2 separate regions of the Anser cygnoides genome follow, and region 2 is linked to region 1. Evidence: chromatin contacts called from public Hi-C data. All regions are on one chromosome and are shown on one strand. Each heading gives the region's core, a stretch centred on a gene start, on an enhancer-like site or on the middle of the called end of the contact. The rest is flanking DNA. Distances are from core to core; before and after follow the strand shown. Region 1 holds the start of WASF2 (WASP family member 2). Region 2 holds the start of NUDC (nuclear distribution C, dynein complex regulator).

What was found. Hi-C and Micro-C count contacts between places; a contact is called where the count stands out from the background.
Region 2: a contact with region 1 is called in a Hi-C map of liver, with 1.9 times the contacts expected there. The contact joins the promoter of NUDC here to the promoter of WASF2 in region 1. A contact is called at or near these places in 2 of 7 Hi-C or Micro-C datasets (both in liver).

What each region holds. Positions count from the first base shown.
Region 1 is chr24:3,505,728-3,510,933 of Taihu_goose_T2T_genome, forward strand. WASF2 (WASP family member 2) reads left to right here and starts at 3,772. Exons shown (of 10, transcript XM_048073182.2): 1 at 3,772-3,982.
Region 2 is chr24:3,713,968-3,719,335 of Taihu_goose_T2T_genome, forward strand. It overlaps NUDC (nuclear distribution C, dynein complex regulator), which reads right to left and starts at 2,170. Exons shown (of 9, transcript XM_048073198.2): 1 at 1,981-2,170; 2 at 770-847. The coding sequence starts at 2,076. NR0B2 (nuclear receptor subfamily 0 group B member 2) reads left to right here and starts at 2,396. Exons shown (of 2, transcript XM_013199600.3): 1 at 2,396-4,472; 2 at 4,939-5,368. The coding sequence starts at 3,929. The coding sequence ends at 5,219.

The DNA.
Region 1 (5,206 bases), core at 2,522-5,021:
GCTGGCCCGGGGCCCCGGTGGGCAGCGGGCACCCCGTGTGTCCTGGGCACCGTGGGCACCCCGTGTGTCCGGTGTGTCCTGCACACCCAGGGCGTCCCATGTGTCCTGGGCACCAGGGGCACCCCGAGTGTCCTGCGTGTCCTGGGCACCATGGGCATCCTAATGTGCCTTGCGTGTCCTGGGCACCAGGGGCACCCCGTGTGTCTTGCGTACCATGGGCACCCCATGTGTCCCAAGTGTCCTGCACACCATGGGCACCCCAAGTGTCCTGGGGACCAGGGGCACACCATGCATCCCACATGTCCTGGGCACCAGGGGTGTCCTTTGTGTCCTGGGCACCATGGGCACCCTGTGTGTCCTGGACTCTAGGGGCATCCCATGTGTCCTGAGCACCCCATGTGTCCTGGGGACCAGGGGCACCCCACATGTCCTGGGCACCATGGGCACCCTGCGCATCTCACATGTCCTGCACACCAGGGGCACCCCATATGCCCCATGTATCCTGCGCACTACAGGCACTTGCTGCATCCTGTGTGCTCCATGCACCCCGTGCCCCCTGGGCACTTCATGCCCCCTCCGTGCCGAGTGCACCCTGTGCATCCCGTGCCCCCTGTGCATCCTCCACACGCCCCTCACACCCTGTGCCCCCCTGGCATCCCCCAGGCCCAAGGAACCCTGCACACTTCACGCACCTTGTGTGCCCCGTGCACCCTGTGCATCCCACCAGCCCCGTGCACCCCGCGTGCCCCACGCACCCCGGCTTGCCACCGCAGCCCAGATTGATGCCGACTCATGGGAACCAGGGCTTCGGGACCAGCCCCCAGCACGCAGCTGGGTGCCCGTTTCCGGAGCATCCTCGCAGCTCTGGTGCTGACAGCCCTGGCTGCCTTCCCACGGGGAGCGGGGCTGCAGCTGGAGCCATTCTGCCTGCGCGCCAGCCGCCGTGCCACGCTCCTCAGCCATTTTGTGAGGCACGGGGGCAGCGGGGAGGCAGAGCTGCCAGAGGCAAGGACAGCGCCGGGGGCAGCTGGCCAGGGACAGGCACCCGAGGCTCCCTGGCAGAGCCCGGGGGGGACTCGAGAGCCGCTTGGCCACCATCCCCCAGCACCTCCGGGCAAGGACACGGTCACGGCCTCGTGCGAGGCTGGGGCAGCACGCAGCGCGAGATAAGCTGTGATTTTGTCCCTCCCGTTGAGGATTTCTGCTCATCCCCGTCCTTGGGGTGTGGCGAGGAGGGGTGAGGCTGGACCTGCTGGATTTTAGCCGGGAGCAGAGCCCAGGCTGAGCGGCAGGAGGGAGCTGGAGGGGGCAGCAGCGCGGGGCAGGGCCCTGCTAGGGTTAGGGGGGCTTGGATGCGGCCGGAGCCCACCCAGGAGAGAGGCAGGAGCAGCCCAGCTGTCTGTCCCCCAGCAAAGCATTTCCCTCCAGAAAAAGGCACCTGGCAGGCGAGAGCATCCCTCTCGCAGAGAAACAAGTGTCAGGGGGTGCCGCGGGGGGGCTGGATCCCGCAATTTAGCAGGTATTATTCGGCAGCTATAAACAGAGCCTCTCACACAGGCGGGGAGAGATAAAGGTTGCAGCGCAGCTACAGATTAGGTGGTTCCCTTGAGGCTGTGACACCTTGAGATAGAAGCAGATCTTCTTCAAGGCGACGGCTCGCTGGCAGCCTGGAAAACCTGGAGCCCGCGGCCTCCCGCAGCGCCTCGCCCCGCGGCCCCCGCCTCGCACCCACGGGTGGGGGGGCACGGCCGAGCACCGCTGCTTGGGACGCCGCGCGTGGAGGGGCGGCGCAAAACGGGCGAGAAAAAGCCATTTCCACCACGATCACGCGCCCGTCTCGGCCAGGACGTGCCGAGGGGTGGTGGTGACGAGGCCCCCAGCACCGCGGGTACCCGGGGGTCTGGGTGCTCCCAGCGGGGGAGCCCCAGGTCTGCCGGGGTTTTAGTCGCTGCGACTTGCTCCAAAGCACCCAACAGATGCCTCCAGCCTCTTTCGGCCGAAACGAGCCCGGCGCTGGTGGCGGTGATCCAGCAGGGGAGGGAAGATTTAATGCCCCAGGTGCGCAGGCAGAAGCGCTGCGGCAGCAGCACGGCAGCAGCACGCTGCTCGTTTCCTATCAGGTGTTTGCTCCCGCGGTTTGGGACAATGGGAATCTTTGTTCTCCCTCCTCCTGTCCCCCCCCCCGAGGGTGTCTCCTCCAGGCAGAGGAGGATTACGGCTCTACGGCAACCTGCCCTGCCTCACAGCCCCACGCCGGGCCGTCCCCGCACAGCCCTGGGGGGCGACTGGGGAGGACGCACCGAGGGCGCTCAAGCTGGAGGCTGGAGGCAGCTTTTTGGAGCCTCAGCCGGAGCCATGTATGGAAAATCCGAGCACAAACCTGCCTTTTGTGGGGCTGGTGCCTGCTGGAGGCTGCCCAGTTCCCCACAAGCACACGCGGGGCCAGCCCCGTGGCTACCAGCGGGCTACCACCAGCCGCCTGCCGTGGAAGGGCCAGGCCTGGAGGGAGACCTGCGGGGAGGCCGAGCCCCCTGCGGCCCAGCTGGGTGCCCTGTCCCCGTGTCCCGCCCCACGACGTGTCCCTGTCCCCTCCCTGTGTCCCGTGTCCCCCCTCACGCCCTGTGTCCCCCCCTAGGTGTCAGGGGGCTGCAGGGTGTCCTTCTGGGCTTACACCAGCGGCCCAGCTGGGTGCCCTGCTGCTGGGCACCCCCTGTGTCCTGTCCCTGTGTCCCCCATGCCTTGTCCCTGTCCCCTTCCATGCCCTGTGTCCCCCCCGTGCCCTGTCCCTACCCATGCCATGTCCCCCCCGTGCCCTGTGTGTCCCCCCCGTGCCCTGTGTCCCCCCTTGCCACGTTCCCCTCCATGCCATGTCCCCCCGTGCCCTGTGTCTCCCCCATGCCTTGTCCCTGTCCCCCCCGTGCCATGTCCCCCCTATGCCCTGTGACCACCCCCGTGCCCTGTCCCCCCCCATGCCCTGTCCCTGTCCTCCTCCATGCCCTGTGTCCCCCTCCCCATGCCTTGTGTCCCCCCCCACGCCCCGTGTCCACCCCGATCCTGTGCCCACCCCGTGCCATGTCCCCTTCATGCCCCATGTCCCCCCATGCCCCGTGTCCCCCCCATGCCTTGTGTCCCCCTCCATGCCCTGTGTCCCCTCACGTCCCCCCATGCCCTGTGACGCCCCCCATACCTTATCCCTGTCCCCTCCCCACACCCCGTGTCCTCCCCACGCCCTGTGTCCCCCCCATGCCCCGTGTCCCCCCCCAAGCCCTGTCCCCCCCCAGCTGTCAGGGGCTGCAGGTTCCCACCCCCCCCTGTGCCCGCAGCAGCAGCAGGGGCCTACACGCCCTGCCCGCCCAGCCCAGCCCTGTCCCTGTCCCCCCCCCGCTCCCCCTTGGTCCCGTCCCGCACCCCCCCCCCCCCCGCTCCCCCAGGTGGAACGTTCCTCCCAGGGCCTGAGAGCGTAGAGGCGGAGGGCGACACCAAAGGGAGGCTCTTGGAGAGGGGGGAGGGAAGGACGTCCCCCTTTCCTCTAAAGTCGCGGGTAATATTGTCGTGTTTTGTCCCTCGCAGACCCACAGAGAGGTTTTAGAAATGTCGTGACTAGGCGCGATGTCGCGATTCTCCCCTCCGCCCCGGGGATGCGTCCCAAAGCCTCCCCGAGGCTCCCCCCGCCCCGTCCCCCTGGTGGTACTTTCCTCCCTGTTTACTCTCTTTGCGCGGCCGCCTTGGGTGGGGTTCTTCGGCTGCTCCGGTTTCGTACGCAAGTGGCGTAGGGCGACTTTGATAGACAGCCACTCTTAGCCAATGGCGTGGCGGCATTGCTAGCCGGCGAGCCAATGGCGCGGCGGACCGGCGAGCGGGAGGAGGCGGGGCGAGGCTCAGTCAGGACAGGGAGGGGGAGCCGTGGAATGGCGGACGGCCGGGCTGGCCCGCCCTGGTGGTAGCGAGCCCAGGGGCCCGGAGAGGACAGCACCGGAGCGAGGTGAGTGCTGAGAGGAGCCGGCGGCGGCCCCCCGGCCCTTCCCGGCCGCTTCTTGCCTCGGGAGAGCGGCGGAGGGGTTGGGGTGGGCTGCTAGGCCCTTGCCAAATAGTGAGCCACAGGGCTGAGGCGGGCGGTGGTTCCTGCCACAAAGTGAGCTAATAGGGCCTGTGGAGGGGCTCCGGTGCCCCTGGGCCGGGGGGGAGGCGGGGGGGGGCCGTGGCTCTGTCCCGGGCCAACACTCGCCCGGCCCCTCCCAGGAGCCAGGGCTCGGGGCAGGGCGTGGGCCCTGGGCTGGCCTGAGGGGCTGGGGTGAGCTGGTGTCCCCGTGCTGGGGGGGTTGGGGGATCAGGGGGTGGGTAGGGGGGAGAGGGGGGTCTGGGGGTGGTTAGGGGGTGAAGGGGGTCTGGAGGGGGCGTTAGTGGGGCTTGGGGTGTTAGGGGGCCTGGAAGTGGGTTAGAGGGGCTGGGGAAGGGGGTTAGGGGTTGTGGGAAGGGGGTATAGTGGGGCTGGGGGTGTTAGGGGGTCCGGAAAGTGGGGTAGAGGGGCTGGGGGGGGTTACGGGGTCTGGAGGGGGGATTAGTGGGGCTGGGGGTGTTAGGGGGGCTGGAGAGGGGGGGTTAGAGGGGCTGGGGGGGGTTAGGGGGTGTGGGAAGGAGATTAGGGAGTCAGGAGAGGGGGGTTAGGAGGACGGGGGGTAGTTAGGGGGTCTGGAGAGGAGATTAGTGGGGCTGGGGGTGTTAGGGGGTCTGAAGAAGGGGGTGAGAGGGGCTGGGAAGGGGGGGTCAGGGGGTGTGGAGGGGGTTTAGTGGGGCTGAGAGTGTTAGGGGGCCTAGAAGTGGGTTAGAGGGGCTGGGGAGGGGGTAAGGGGGTGTGGGAAGGGGGTTATGGGCTCAGGAGAGGGGGGTTGGTAGGAATGGAGGGGGTTAGGGGGTCTGGGGGAGGGGGTTGGGGGTTTAGGGGGTCTGGGGAGGGGTTAGTGGGGCTGGGGGGCTAGGGGGTCTGGGGGAGGGGGTTAGGGTTCTTGGGGAGCCTAGAGGGTTAGTGGGGCTGGGGTGTGTGGGGGTCTGGGGAGCGTCCCTCGCTTTGTGGCCTGGTGCAGGGTTTGACAGCAGCCTGCCCTAAAGGTGCTCGCGAAGAAGCGTGCTCGGCTCCTACCTACACAGCGAGCGCGCCTGGGCGCGCGGCCGGCTGCGAGCCCTGGGCAGCGGGGAGCCCTTCCTCCCT
Region 2 (5,368 bases), core at 920-3,419, 210 kb after region 1:
GTTCCACTAGACCAGAAAGCCAAGACAAGTCTTAGACAAGACAAGCACTCCGGATTTTGTCCTCGATTCCGTACTGCCTGGGATCTAGAAGTACCAGACCCTCCCACATCAGCTCCCCTGCAAGCTCTGCTGTAACCACCCGCAGCCTCAAAGCCAGGCGGGCAGCCGAGGGGCACCGCGGCCTCCAGCCGAGCGTTGCAAAGCAGCTCACGTGCTAAGCCAGAGGGGAACAGCCACCACGCGGGTGAGTACAACCAAGAAACCTTCAGAGAGCCTGCCTAACTCCTGCTGGAACGCTCCGCCTGCCAGCGAGGCAGCCCAGAGCCCCGGGCTCGCTCAGTCCAGACAGGTACGCGGCCCGGAGACAAAGGTGCAGCCGCATGTGCAGAGACGTGGACTTTGGGCTTTCTCTGAGGTGAACAAACAAGGTAACCTGGGGTTATCGCTTCTGCAGTGTCTGTCACCGTTAAGTCAGTGTGTCTGGCAGATTTGCTTTCCAAACAAGCCTTTGGCCAGAGCGTGGCAAAAAAAAAAAGGAAAAAAAAAAGCCCTGCACCAACGGTATCGCTTGAACAAGCAATCATGCCTCACCTCACATCGGGGCAGCTCATTATTGCTTTGTTTTGTGGTGTGTTTCATCAGCAGCACAGCCCGCTCGTCCCCCAGTGCATTAAAGGGCTTTGGGGCCTTCAGAAAGGGAAGTCTTAGCATGACATAGACACGGCACATAAATAAGACAAAAAAAGCGTGGATTTTTTTTTTTTTTTACCTTCTCTGCTACGCCATCTTCTCCACCAGTGAAGAAATCTGTTTTACGCCTCAGGAAACTAAAGAACGTGTTCACAAGCTGGTAGAGAGGAAACAGAGAAAGGGGGGAAGAGAAGGGGTGAAGAGAGAAAAAAAGAGCAGTGAGACCAGATCACTCCAAGGTACCTTGTGTCTCTAGAGTAGCCTTTATTGCGCCCTTCCCATCTGTGTCTGCATCAGCACCGTACTGAAACCCTGTGACTTTCCCAGAGAAAACAGCCAAGGGCTTATAAGGAGATCCAGCTCCTGGATCCCATTTTTCAGAGGCATGTGTGTGTTTCATGTTAAGAGAGGGCAACCAGTTTATTCTCAGGTCACCTTGGGGACGCACCTACTTTGCCATCCCAAACTGTCACTCAGATCTCTCTGATGCAGAAACTTTGGCAATGCATACGTACTTTTAGATACACACACACACGAATGTATACAGATGCTCACATATTCTGTACGCCTATGCCCTCAAAGCCTGCAAGCCGCCCCCAAGCTGCGTCCCGTTTATTTACAAAAGTTTAAACTTCTTTTTATTTCTGACTGTCTTGCTGCCTGCCAGATGCTGCTGGTGAACTGGCAGTTATGAACTGCCACCCCAAAATACCTCCATGGAAATGGGTTTGACTCTCAGTGGGTTTGATTTCCACCCCCACCCCCCCAGGAGTTATGTCTCGTCAGTATTTCAACCTGAAGCCCCACGGCAGCAGGAGGAGCTGTGTTTAACACCATTTCCCCACGTGTGGGTGCAGGGGTTGTTCCCACACACCCCTCCCTGCGGACCAGCTTCCCACCAGGAGCCACTACCTGGAGGAGCGGGAGGCCCGCGCAGCGCCCCACGAGGAGGGGAGGAGCCGCGGCCGCGTTTAACGGCACCTGGCGGCGGCCACAACCCGCTGGGGGCTCGAGGGACCGCAAAACTGGGCCAGGGCGGCTCCAGCCTCCCGTGCCTCTCCCGCTCCGCAGCCGCAGCAGCCCCGGGCCCCACGCGTGGCGCTGCCGAGGCCGAGAGCCCCCGGCGTGGGGAGGCCGCACACGGGGGCCCCTCGCTCCGTGGCGGCGGGGAGGGAACCCGGGGGGGCTGCGTGGGGCCCCCCGGGGCCTCGTCCGAGGGCCGCCGCCTGCCCCTCCCCCGTTACCCCCGGAGGAGCTCGGCGAAGCCTCCGCCGGGCCCGGCGGCGCTACCTCGCGCACGCCGCCCTGGTGCTGCTGGGCCATGGCCAGGAGCATGCCGTCGAAGCGATCCTCCTGCTCCGCCGCCTCCTCCGCGCTCAGCCCCATCCTGACCCTGACCCCGCTGCCGCCGCCGCCTCGGCCCCCTCACGCCGCCGCTTGCCGGAACCGGAAGGTGAGGGAGCGGAAGCTCGCGCGGCGCTCGCCTCTCCCTTCCGCCAATCGCAGCGCGCGGCCCAGCCGCTCCCTTCGCGGATTGGTCGCGGAGGGGCGCGGGAGGCGGGAGGAGAGGAGCGGGGCGCGGTTGCCATAGCAACGGAGAGGCCTAGGCCTTTCCAGAAGGCTCCGCGGGGCCTGGGGAGGCCCTGGAGGGCCAGGCCCTGATCCCCCCCCCCCCCTCCCAGCCCCGGTGGGCACCGAGCCGCCACCACCGCCCCCTTCCCCACACGGCTCCTGGGGCCGCTCACCCAGGCCCCGAGCGGGGCAGGGGCCTGCAGCCTGCGTAGGGACGGGTCCAGCAGGCCCCGCAGGCCGCTGCAGGTCTCCCCCCTGTGTGATCCCCCCGCGTCTGCACCCCCCAGGGCTGGGTGTGCTCGGGGGGGGTTGTCCCCGTCAGGGCGAGCTGTGCCGCTCACAGGCTCCTGCCGCCCGGGGGATTCCTCAGCAGGCCCCCCGAAATCAGTGTTTGGATGCTGCCCCTTCCCTAAACCAACTTGTGCTGATAACGCGTACAAATGCATCTGGACACCTAATAATTGACATCCGATGATAAGACAAGGGGCGGTGGGTGCAAGCCGGAATGTAGGAGGTTCCGCTTAAATATGAGATGAAGTTTTTTCACGGTGAGGGTGCCAGAACACTGGAACAGGCTCCCGGGGGGTTGCGGAGCCTCCTTCTCCAGAGACATTCCAAACCCGCCTGGATGCGTTCCTGTGTGCCCTGATCTAGGTGTTCCTGCTCCGGCAGGGGGCTTGGACTAGCTGGTCTTTCAAGGTCCCTTCCAATCCCTAACGTTCCGTGATTCTGTGATAGCTGAGAATTCAAGGTGGAAATCTATAAGCCTGGCCCTCCCCTGCCCAGTATTTCCCCTGTGACACGTGGGGCCCTGCCTTGCCCACAGGCTCCTGCTGCCCACGGGATTCCCCAGCAGGCCCCCTGAAATCATCACTCGGATGCTGCCCCTTCCCTAAACCAACAGATACAGATCAGCAGATCAGCAGATACAAATACCTGAGCAATTCAAGGTGAAAATCTATAAACCCGGCCCACCCCTGCCCAGCATTTCCCCTGTGACACATGGGGCCCTGCCTCAGGATGAGTCGTTCAGTTCACCCGCTTCCTTAACTGTAACAGCAGCGAGGCTCCTGTCAACAAGGTTAGGCAAATATCTGCTGATAAAACGACTTCCAGGTTGCTCTTTCCAAGGCCGGAGCGCACAGGCCATTTGCCACAGGGCCCTCGCTCCAGACGGGTGCCGTGTGTGTGTGTGTGTGAACTCCTTGGCAGTGACACCTGCCATATAGCGCTGCCTGATTGCAGCGCGGGGCCTTGGTGCCATGGTACAGCCCGGGTTAATGACTTTGTTTATACTGTTTGGGTAATCGCGATAAGGCCGCCCAACCCGCGCTGCCCCGTCCCCCCGCGGCAGCTGCTGGCGCTTCATTGAGAAAACGGCCATTGACGCCACGCCGAGAACTTGCTGGCCCCAGCCAATCATCCAGGGGACGGCTGCTTTTTTTTTTTTTTAATGAGGACCGCTTAATCACAGAGCGGTCAAGGCTGGGAAGGGGTGTTTCACTTGTGACCGAGCCTTATAAGAGCTGGTTTGAGCAGCCATGTGCTGGCAGAGCGGGGAGGACAGGGTGTTTCCAGGCTGAGGCAGGGAGGAAGTTTACGGGTCTCTCACATCTGCTGCAGCAGGAGCTGAGTTTCACAGAGGATCCGGGCTTCCAGCTCAGCTATGACGACCAGCAGCATGGACGTGGACTGCGAGAGGTGTCAGTGCCAGCAGGAGGACAACCGCACCGCCATCCTTTACAACCTCCTCAGCCAGAACCTGAACCACAGCCGGGGCAGCTGCAGCCCGGCCCACCAGCGCTGCCTGTGCCACCAGCGCCGGACAGTCTGCCTGCGCACACCCCACGTCACCTGCCAGGCTGCCTCCGATGTGCTGGTGAAAACCGTCAGCTTCATGAAAAACCTCCCTTCCTTCCACCTGCTGCCACGAGGGGACCAGCTCCTGCTGCTGGACAGCTGCTGGGTCCCCCTCTTCCTCCTGGGGCTGGCGCAGGACATGGTGACGTTTGAGGTGATGGAGACCCCGGCCCCCAGCATGCTCAAGAAGATCCTCCTCGATGGCCAAAGCAAACGGCAGGAGCCCGAGCGGACGCAGCCCACGCTGGCTGCCGTGCAGCGGCTGCAGTGCTGCCTAAACACCTTCTGGAGCCTGGACCTGAGCCCCAAGGAATATGCCTACCTGAAGGGAGCCATTCTCTTTAATCCCGGTGAGTGCTCAACCCTCTGAGCCCTGCCTGCTGGTAGCAAGAGAAAGCCCTGCACGTGTTAGCATCTAAAAACATATTTCTTGGCTTGGAGTCTCTCAGAGTACGGGCAGGAGCGTGCGTGAGAGCAGAGAGGGCTGCTTGCCTTATCGTTAGCGCCGATAATGCAGCTGACAGCTGGGAGGCGGGAAGGAGGGATATTAAATATAGCATTAAAAACAGAGACCTTATCGCTCTGCAAACAACGAAGAGCCCTGTACTTACTCTGTAAAGCTTGTTTGCCCTGTTATCTGTTTTTGCTCCTTCAAAACAGCAGCCCTGAAATAGCCACATCTCAGCAGTGCTGGGTACATCTTGTTAGCGTGGCGCTCAGAGACTCCCTCTGAGATGCAGGGGAAAGGAATGGGAGAAACCTGGAGCTGTTTTCCAGCCTCCCTCTTCATGGGCTTTTCTTCCTTTCTCTCTGCAGATGTCCCAGGGCTGAGAGCCTCCCAGTACATCGAGAGCCTCCAGCGGGAAGCCCAGCGAGCACTTCAGGAGGTCCTGCGGCCCCTGCATCCTGAGGACCAGGGCCGCTTTGCCCGCATTTTGCTGATTGCCTCCACCTTGAAATCCATCCCTCCTGCCCTTATCACAGACCTCTTCTTCCGGCCCATCATCGGCAACGCAGACATCATTGAGCTCATCGCGGAAATGCTGTACGAAATCACCAGCAGGCAGCTGGCTCCCACACCACGCATGGCGCTCTGAGACGCTGCGCTCGGCTGCCGGCCTCGTGGGTGCTCCCCAACACCTCACAGGGAGCAGAGAGAATCAGGGAGTGGGGATTTAGCAGGACGGGTACTTGGACTCTGCAAAGAACTGGCTATGCATGTGCCTGTCACTAGTATGAGCCTGTA